2 separate regions of the Ovis aries genome follow, and region 1 is linked to region 2. A link is a contact called in public Hi-C data. All regions are on one chromosome and are shown on one strand. The core of a region is the stretch at or near the end of the contact, and the rest is flanking DNA. Distances in the headings are between cores, read along the strand shown.

Region 1 (4,124 bases), core at 968-3,467, 230 kb before region 2:
TAGGAACTTATCCTTCAGACATCCTTTTATAAGCACTCAAAGATGTGCACATGAAAATAATCATTTTAGCACTGTGAAAGCAAAGACAGCAAAATCTAAATGGCTATCAATGAAAGACACATTGAATTAGGCTTGATCCAAATAATGGAACATAAAGTCACACACAAGCCATCTCTGACACAGTAAACCATTGTTAAGTCTCCGAAGCTGTGAAAGAGGAGGGAGAGAAAGATCTCCTTTTATTTTGAGCCTTACCACGCCGTCTATCACTTTACTGCTATTATCACGCTTTTCTAATGAACAGGCCATGTTTTTTTAGTCTCATAAAAATGTTTCTGACAATATTTAATAGTCTGAGGAAAGCAATTCACAGCACAGTATCAACTTTTAAATATACAAGCACACAGAAAATGTAAGAACAAGGGAACTTTAGTAACAATTATCTCTGAATTAGAAAGGTTGTAAGTGGTCTTCTCACTTGTTTACGTTTCATCAGCTTTCTACCAGGACAGTATACACTACTACTCGCCCAAGCTAAGCAGGAAAAACATTAAACGAGAAATTTCATCAAAGGAACTGTGAGCCTCGCTGTCACTCCAATTCTCTGGTTTTACTTCATGGGTCCTGACGGCTGGTTTTTTTTTAAAAAATATATTCTTTTCTTAACTGAAGGGATGAGAGTTTAAAGGGAGCTAAGATGCCACCAGCCTATCGGTTATGTATCACAGGTGGGGAAACTGAGGTCTGAAGAGCGGAGAGCGAAACCCCGGGAGCAGGCAGGAGCAGCTCGCCCCGACCCGGGCCGCACGCCTCCCTGCGCTGTCTCCTCCGCGCTGGGACCCGCCTTCCTCCCAGGAGTCCTGCTTGGCCCGCTCATACCTATCTTTCCGCATAAGGCCCGCAGATGGGCACAAGGAATCTTTCTGGAGTGACGGCAACAGTCTAGATTTGGATTGTGGTGATGGTTACAAACTGTAAATTGACATTTTAAGTGGGTGAAATCTTATGGTACGCAAATTACACCTAAATAAAGCTGTTAAAAAAAGGATCGAGTACCAGCACCCCTTTCTCCAGGAATCCCCGCTCATGCCTCACACGGCCCAGGCTAAGCCGTGCCCGCCTCCCAAGCTACAGAATCAAGGAGCACACCTGGGTGCCACACTGGGCCTTAAGGACCTGTGCATGGGGCCATCTTGCCCAGTAATTAGCAAGCCTAACCTCATGCGAAGAGTCGACTCACTGGAAAAGACTCTGATGCTGGGAGGGATTGGGGGCAGGAGGAGAGGGGACGACCGAGGATGAGATGGCTGGATGGCATCACGGACTCGATGGTAGTGAGTCTGAGTGAACTCCGGGAGCTGGTGATGGACAGGGAGGCCTGGCGTGCTGCGATTCATGGGGTCGCAGAGTCGGACATGACTGAGCTGAACTGAACATTTAACACAGCACAGGCTGCACAGGAAGTAGCCAGACGTTTCCTTAACCAGCTAAACCCACTAACAAGTCTCTTCCATGTTCTCAACATGCTGTGTCCCGCTGACGACACTAAGATGAGGAGAAATGACCTGGCCCTCAGCCTCCAATTACAGAAACAAAGAAAGGAAACACATATTTTATTTGAGTTCTGTGGCTTCAGGAACTTTCACATCACCGGACACGTCCTGTGAGAAAAGTGTCTTTCCAGGTTTACAAACTGTAGAACTAAGGCTCAGAGAAGTGAAGTCACTTATCCTACTCCACACAGCAAGAGGTAAAACTGGGAGGGAAACACACGTTCTTTCTGCTGAAGTGCCCTCTGTGTACATGTGTACACACACACACACGAGAGCACACTTATGCCAGGAGGAGCAGCATATTAATGACACAAGCAGAAACGTGGGGCTTGTTATGAGAACAGCAAGAAGACGGGTCTGATGGGAGCAGATTCATGAAGAAGCAACAGAAAACACACGGAAAGACAGGATGCTTCTGAACTGAAAGCCAGCTGGTGCAAGCTGAGGAGGTCACCACCAAGTTCAAGTCCAGAAGCGACACCGCTGGGGCTGAGAGGCATGAGGGCAGGACCACAAATCACAGAACACAGGTGGGTCTAGACCGCCCCTTACTCTGTACTCTTGCTAATTACTGGGCGAGATGGCCCCATACACAGGTCCTGCACACTGGACTGACCAGGAAGAGTCCTGTTCCTGACACACTGAAGAGATGATCTTGCAAAAACCACTCCAGAGGAACAGCTGCTGCCCTGACTCAGCCATGCATGGCTGGGAGGAGCGGCCGCTGGCGCACAGGATGGAGCGAGGCCGGAACAGAGGTGCAGGGACGGTCCTGAGCTCAGGGAGCCACAGCACCCCTCAGCGTCCTGAGTAAGCGGGCAGAGAGACAGGCCTCGAAGGGCCCACAGGCACTTCAGCATAAACAGCCAAAGGTGAGGGGGGGAAAAGAAATTCCTACTTCTGAGGCAAAAGGAGAAGTGATGTAAACTTGTCAACATTTAAGAAAGATGTCAGCACAGCTAAGAAAAAGACCGCACACTGACAGGCAAAGAAGGCAGACAGGACGAGGCCTCGAGATACGAGGACCAACCCTGATCCCGGAGGGCGCTTTCTGCCTCTGCATCGCAGACTTGCAGCAAAAGATGCCAGAAACCCAGCAATGACAAAAGCCAGCCCTCTCAGCTGAAGGACCAGAAGGGGGCGATCCTTCCAGACAGAAGCCTGGAACAGAGTCTACTCTGCGGTCTCCTCCAGCACAGAGACATAACCGTGCCAGTATGGCGCTGGAGCAAGGGTGGACAGGTTAGTGAACAAAACAGAAACTCCTCAGAGGCACACATATACACAGTCAACTGCCTGTCAACAAAGGCTCCAAAGGAATTCATGGACAAGGAAAGTCTTCAGCAAGGGGTGCAGAGTAACCATGGGGGCAAGAGAGAAGGTCAGCCCTGCATCGCATCACCACGAAGTGTGTATGACAAACTACAGACACAAAACTTCACTGCTAACAACTTAAAACTTCTAAACAGAACACATTTGTGAGCCCTTGGAGGAAGAATTTCCCAGACAGGAACAGAAAGCAATTAACTACTGAATTAAAAGTCCACAAACTAGACTTTTTATCAAAAGCAAAAACTTTCACTTACTATCAAAAGATAGTAAGAAGAAAATTAAGAGTCAAGGCCAAGATGTGGAGAACACACTTAGAGTGTGTGTGTGTGTGTGTGTCTCACAAGTCTTAAACCCAGGATATATACAGAACTTCTACAGTTCGACAACAACCCAAAACAAAAATGGGCAAAATCAAGCAAACAATTTAGAAAAGAAAATGTATGACTGGTCAATAAGCCCATGAAAAAACCTCCACATCACTAAACATCAAAGAAATGGAAATTCAAACCACAATGAGCTATCAGCAGACACCATCCAGAATGGCTGAAGTGCAAACAGAACTACAATTCCTAATGCTGGTGAGGATGTGTGGCACTAGAAATTCAATACACTGCTGGTGGGAATGTAACATTTAACCACTTTGGAAAAGTATTACTATTTGGCAGTATCTAGTTAAACTTTTACCATATGACCCAGCAATTCTCCTGAGTATTTACCCCAGAGAAATGGAAACATATTCACACATACTCACATGATCAGAGTAACTGTATTCATAACAGATAAAAAACAGAAACACATTGCCATTAACAAGCCTGGATAAACAAGCGGAAATATATTCACACAATGGAATACTAGCATTTTTTGAAATGAACAAACTAGTCATCCATACAACAAAACAGATGAACTTCAAGACAGCACTGCAGACACCTGAGATTACATAGTGTATGACTATTCATATGCAGCTCTGGGAGAGGTAAGCTCATCTCCATCACAAGAATCTACAACTGTGGTCCTGGGGTTTGGGGAAGAGGCAGGGACAGAGTACAGAGCAGCTAGAGAGAACCCTCCAGGCTAATGGCTGTGTTCCATGTCCTGACAGGCATGAGGGCTACACACACACACACACTTGCTGACACACACGATCGTGTTAGTCTCGGGCGTACTAGTGCTCTAATATTTACGTCCATTTTGAAATGAGGACCAGTGGTGAGCCTAGTAACCACCTGTCCCCACACAAAG
Region 2 (3,970 bases), core at 734-3,233:
CTTGTTCTGTACCGCCACCTAGTGGACAATGACACCCAGGCTCCGGCACATTGCTCGCCCGTTAGGTAAGGAACTGATGAATACTGTTTGGGACAAAGAAGATGAATTGCCCTTTGAGTTTTAGTTTCGGTTTGGATTTCAAAATGTCTGGTTAGTGAAGCAAATGTGGTATTTCATCATCTTTGATCAGCCCGTAGGAAAGAATAAGCAGCATTATAAGCTGCATCTTTTCTTCTTTTCAAGCATTAAAAATACATAAAGGTGTTCTCTCCACCGAGTTGCCATTAATAATTAATTTTAAAAAATCTCTTTTTGTCCTCCTTCTCCAGCTCTTGCTACCTATTTCATAAGTCTTTGATACCAGCTGCAACAACTCAACCGTTTGTTTTAAAGCAAAAACAATTCAGGTCCCCTTGCAAAGTATTTCAAATTGTGGGAGCAACACATGAGTGAATCCTGACATCAATACAGGGGGTCTTGCCCAGAATTAACAAATAAAATATTCATTTTTTGAGGCGTCTCCGCACTGTTTTCCACGACACGACCGCACTTCTGTGAGAAATAATCCAAGACAGTCGGACTCCCAGAAGCAGGAGGGGTGAGGCGGAGGTCAAGTTTCAGTTACAGGAGATGAGGACGTTCCAGAGATCTGCTGACCAACACTGTGTTTGTAGTTAACCACACCATATTGTTCACTGAGCATTTTAAGAGGGTAGATGTCATGTTACGTGTTATCACAATAAAAAAGGGATCATTCAGGAGGACTATGAACAACAAAGAAAAAAAGAAAGAAAAACAGACTAGCTTGGAATCTAAAATGTCAACCAGCCTCCAACATGTATGGTGAATGTAATTTTCTGAAAACTGTTACACGCATATGTGTTATATGTCTTCTGTCGTGAGGTAAAGGGCTTTTCATCCTGTGGGACAAGTTCAAGAAAGTTCAAAAGGCTCTGCTCTGTTGTTCTTGAAAAACACCCAAATTACAGGTAAAAATCTGTTATATTGCAAATTGATTAGGGTTCCTTGTATGTAAACAGCTTCACTGTTTCTGAAATAGGCGGTTTAAGATGCCCTGAGGCAGGTAACCATCAGCATCCAGAGCGCAGAAGTGGAACTCTGTCGGCCAATGTACCCTTTGTCTTTGATGTGAGGACGTGCCAGATGGTCTGGAAGCCTTGGTGATGGGGCCCAGCCTCTGGAGCCGGACAACCATGGTTTTGAATTCCGAAGCAGATGATTCTCACTGTATGTCAGCCTCTGTGGTCTCAGTGTCCTAATTTGAATGTGAAACTGTTCACGCTTACTGCGTGGAGCTGTCGTGAGAAGCACATGGCCAATGCACACCAGTGTGCCCAGCACATGCAGCTGAAGGTGAAAGCTGCTCAGTCGTGTCTGACTCTTTTCGACCCAATGGACTATACAGTCCATGGAATTCTCTAGGCCAGAATATTGAAGTGGGTAGTCTTTCCCTTCTCCAGGGGATCTTCACAACCCAGGGATCAAACTCAGGTCTCCCGCATTGCAGGCGGATTCTTTACCAGCTGAGCCACAAGGGAAGCCCAAGAATACTGGAGTGGGGAGCCTGTCCCTTCTCCAGTGGATCTTTGGTAGAAACAGCCAGTGTTGCACTGGCATCTTTTCAAACAGTTCTTGTCTTTCTTATGGCTCCAGATTTCTACAGCTTAGAACTGCAAATATCCCTATAAGAATTTAAAACCCAACTCCCAATCAGGATCGCTTCTCCAGAGCAGGCCAATGAGAGCCTGAACTCTGCATTCTTTATGATTGTGTTTATTATAAGTCTCAGTGGAAGTGTTTTCCTTGTTTCTGCAGGGCCACATGTTACCAGAGAACATGGGTCTCTCATGGTTTTTCTTCTCAAAGTGGGATACCATCCTGGGGGGAGTGACCACCCAAGTGGAACCACGGTGTCTCTGTGAGCAGAGCAGGCCTGGAGAGAAGGTGAGGACCCATCTTCTTTGTTTGCTTTAAACCGAGGGGGAACTGACATGGAACATGACATCAGTGTCTGGTGTGCACCACAGTGACTCACAGTTGTAAATATGTGAGACCGTCACCACGGTGCGTCTAGTTACCATCCATCACCACATGAAATCACACATCTTTCTTCTTGTGATGAGAACTCTGAAAGATTCATTCTCTCAGTAACTTCCAAACATACAGCACACTATTGTTAGCTGTAATCATACGCCGTGTTTCCATCCTCAGGACTCATCTACAACTAGAAGTCTGACCTTCGACCCTCTCTCCCCCTCACCTACCCGCCCCGCCTCTTGGCTGCACCAGGCCGCTCTCTGAATCTGTGAGTCCAGCTGCATTCACGCCCCTTCCCTTCAGTCTCTCCTCAACCCTCTGCTCCCTCCTCTTTGCTCCTCCAGCCCCAGGAGAACATGAATGGACAGAGTGTTGCTGGAAATAGCACCTGTCTTGCCTTTTGGTTGTTGGGGAGCTGAGAGTGTCCTGATGAGGAAATGAGCAAAGAAGCTGTGAAGACAGTGGGCTTGCGCCAGTGTCCAGCGTTTTCAGGTCCTGAATCCATCTCGGGAACGTTAGCAACACAGGCAGGCGGTGAGGGCGCCGGGGCCTGCCGCTCACTAGTGGTGCAGCCTTGGCAAGTTAGCAGACCTTGTGGAGCCTCAGTTTCCTCAGCTCTAAACCGCAGAAAGCAGTACCTCCCATTCACAGTAGATTTGAAAGTTAAATGAGTAATGAGGGTAGATGTGCTGAAATAGATCCTAGCCACAGTAAGTGCTGACTACCGACTGAATGTTTATATCCCCCCACATTCACAAATGGGAGCCTACTCCCTGGAGTGATGGTTTGGAGGTGGGACCTTTGATTTTGTCATGAGGGCGGAGTCCCCATGAATGGGATTGGTGCTCTTATTAGAAAAGACAACGATCTCCCCCTACCATCTGGGGGCACCACGAGAAGATTGCCATCTGCAAACCAGGAAGAGGACCCTCAGCAGATACAGATCTGCCAAGCAACCTGCTTGTGGACTCTAGCCTCCAGAACTGCGAGAATAAATGCTTGTTGTTTAAGCCCCCTGTCTAAACAAAGGTCTGTATAGTTAACACTCTGGTTTTCCCAGGAGTCACGTAAGGATGTGAGAGTTGGATCATAAAGAAGGCTGGACACCAAAGAATTGATGCTTTCAAATTGTGGTGCTGGAGAAGACTCTTGAGAGACCCTTGGGATGCAAGGACATCAAACCGGTCAATCCTAAAGGAAATCAGCTCTGAATATTCATTGGAAGGACTGATGCTGAAGCTGAAGCTCCAATACTTTGGCCACCTGATGAAAGGGCTGACTCATTGGAAGACCTTGATGCTGGGAAAGATTGAAGGCAGAAGGAAAAGGGGACGACAGAGGATGAGATGGCTGGATGGTATCACTGACTCAATAAACATGAGTTTGAGCAAACTCTTGGAGACTGTGAAGGACAAGGAAGCCTGGTGTGCTGCAGTCCACAGGGTTGCAAAGAGTTGGACACACTGAGTAACTGAACAACATTATATTGACACAGATGGACTCCAGTTCTCATAATTAGGTGCTTAGTTGGTGTGTATTTGAAAAGATATAACTAGCACCTCAGATCATTAATCATGGAAATGACAGTGTTTGAGACAACAGAGAAGTAAATTAAAAGTGAAAAGCTGAGCTGATTTGCCGGGGTCCAGCCCTGGTGGATCCAGGGTGATTCAAAGGTGGGGGGACGGTGTCGGCGTCTTTGGAAAAATACATATTTAATTACAGATATAGAGGGAGATTAGAAACAGATAGTGTAGTAGGAAGATTAGTGGAGAAAAAGAGGATGAATCCAGATGGGAATTCAGCCAGAGAAACGGCAGCAAGAAAGAAGCGACATGGGGGAATCAGTCTTTCTGGAAATTGATCCGATTTCTTTATTTTGGGGTTTGTTTATATACCTTTTGTTACATAT

Evidence for each region. Hi-C and Micro-C count contacts between places; a contact is called where the count stands out from the background.
Region 1: a Hi-C map of liver shows a contact between it and region 2, with 4 times the contacts expected there. The contact joins two enhancer-like sites. A contact is called at or near these places in 3 of 16 Hi-C or Micro-C datasets (blood, liver and muscle).

Annotation. Positions count from the first base shown.
Region 1 is chr23:42,129,199-42,133,322 of ARS-UI_Ramb_v3.0, reverse strand. The region is part of intron 1 of RALBP1 (ralA binding protein 1); the gene reads right to left. Among named protein-coding and RNA genes, the nearest start is that of RALBP1, 19 kb to the right of the region's middle. Within about 2 kb of position 2,217, at least 16 of the 54 cell types and tissues checked have an H3K27ac peak or open chromatin away from gene starts, as enhancers often do. A contact at or near this core is called in liver, where this site is marked.
Region 2 is chr23:41,898,919-41,902,888 of ARS-UI_Ramb_v3.0, reverse strand. No RefSeq gene overlaps it. Among named protein-coding and RNA genes, the nearest start is that of NDUFV2, 28 kb to the left of the region's middle. Within about 2 kb of position 1,983, at least 3 of the 54 cell types and tissues checked have an H3K27ac peak or open chromatin away from gene starts, as enhancers often do. A contact at or near this core is called in liver, where this site is marked.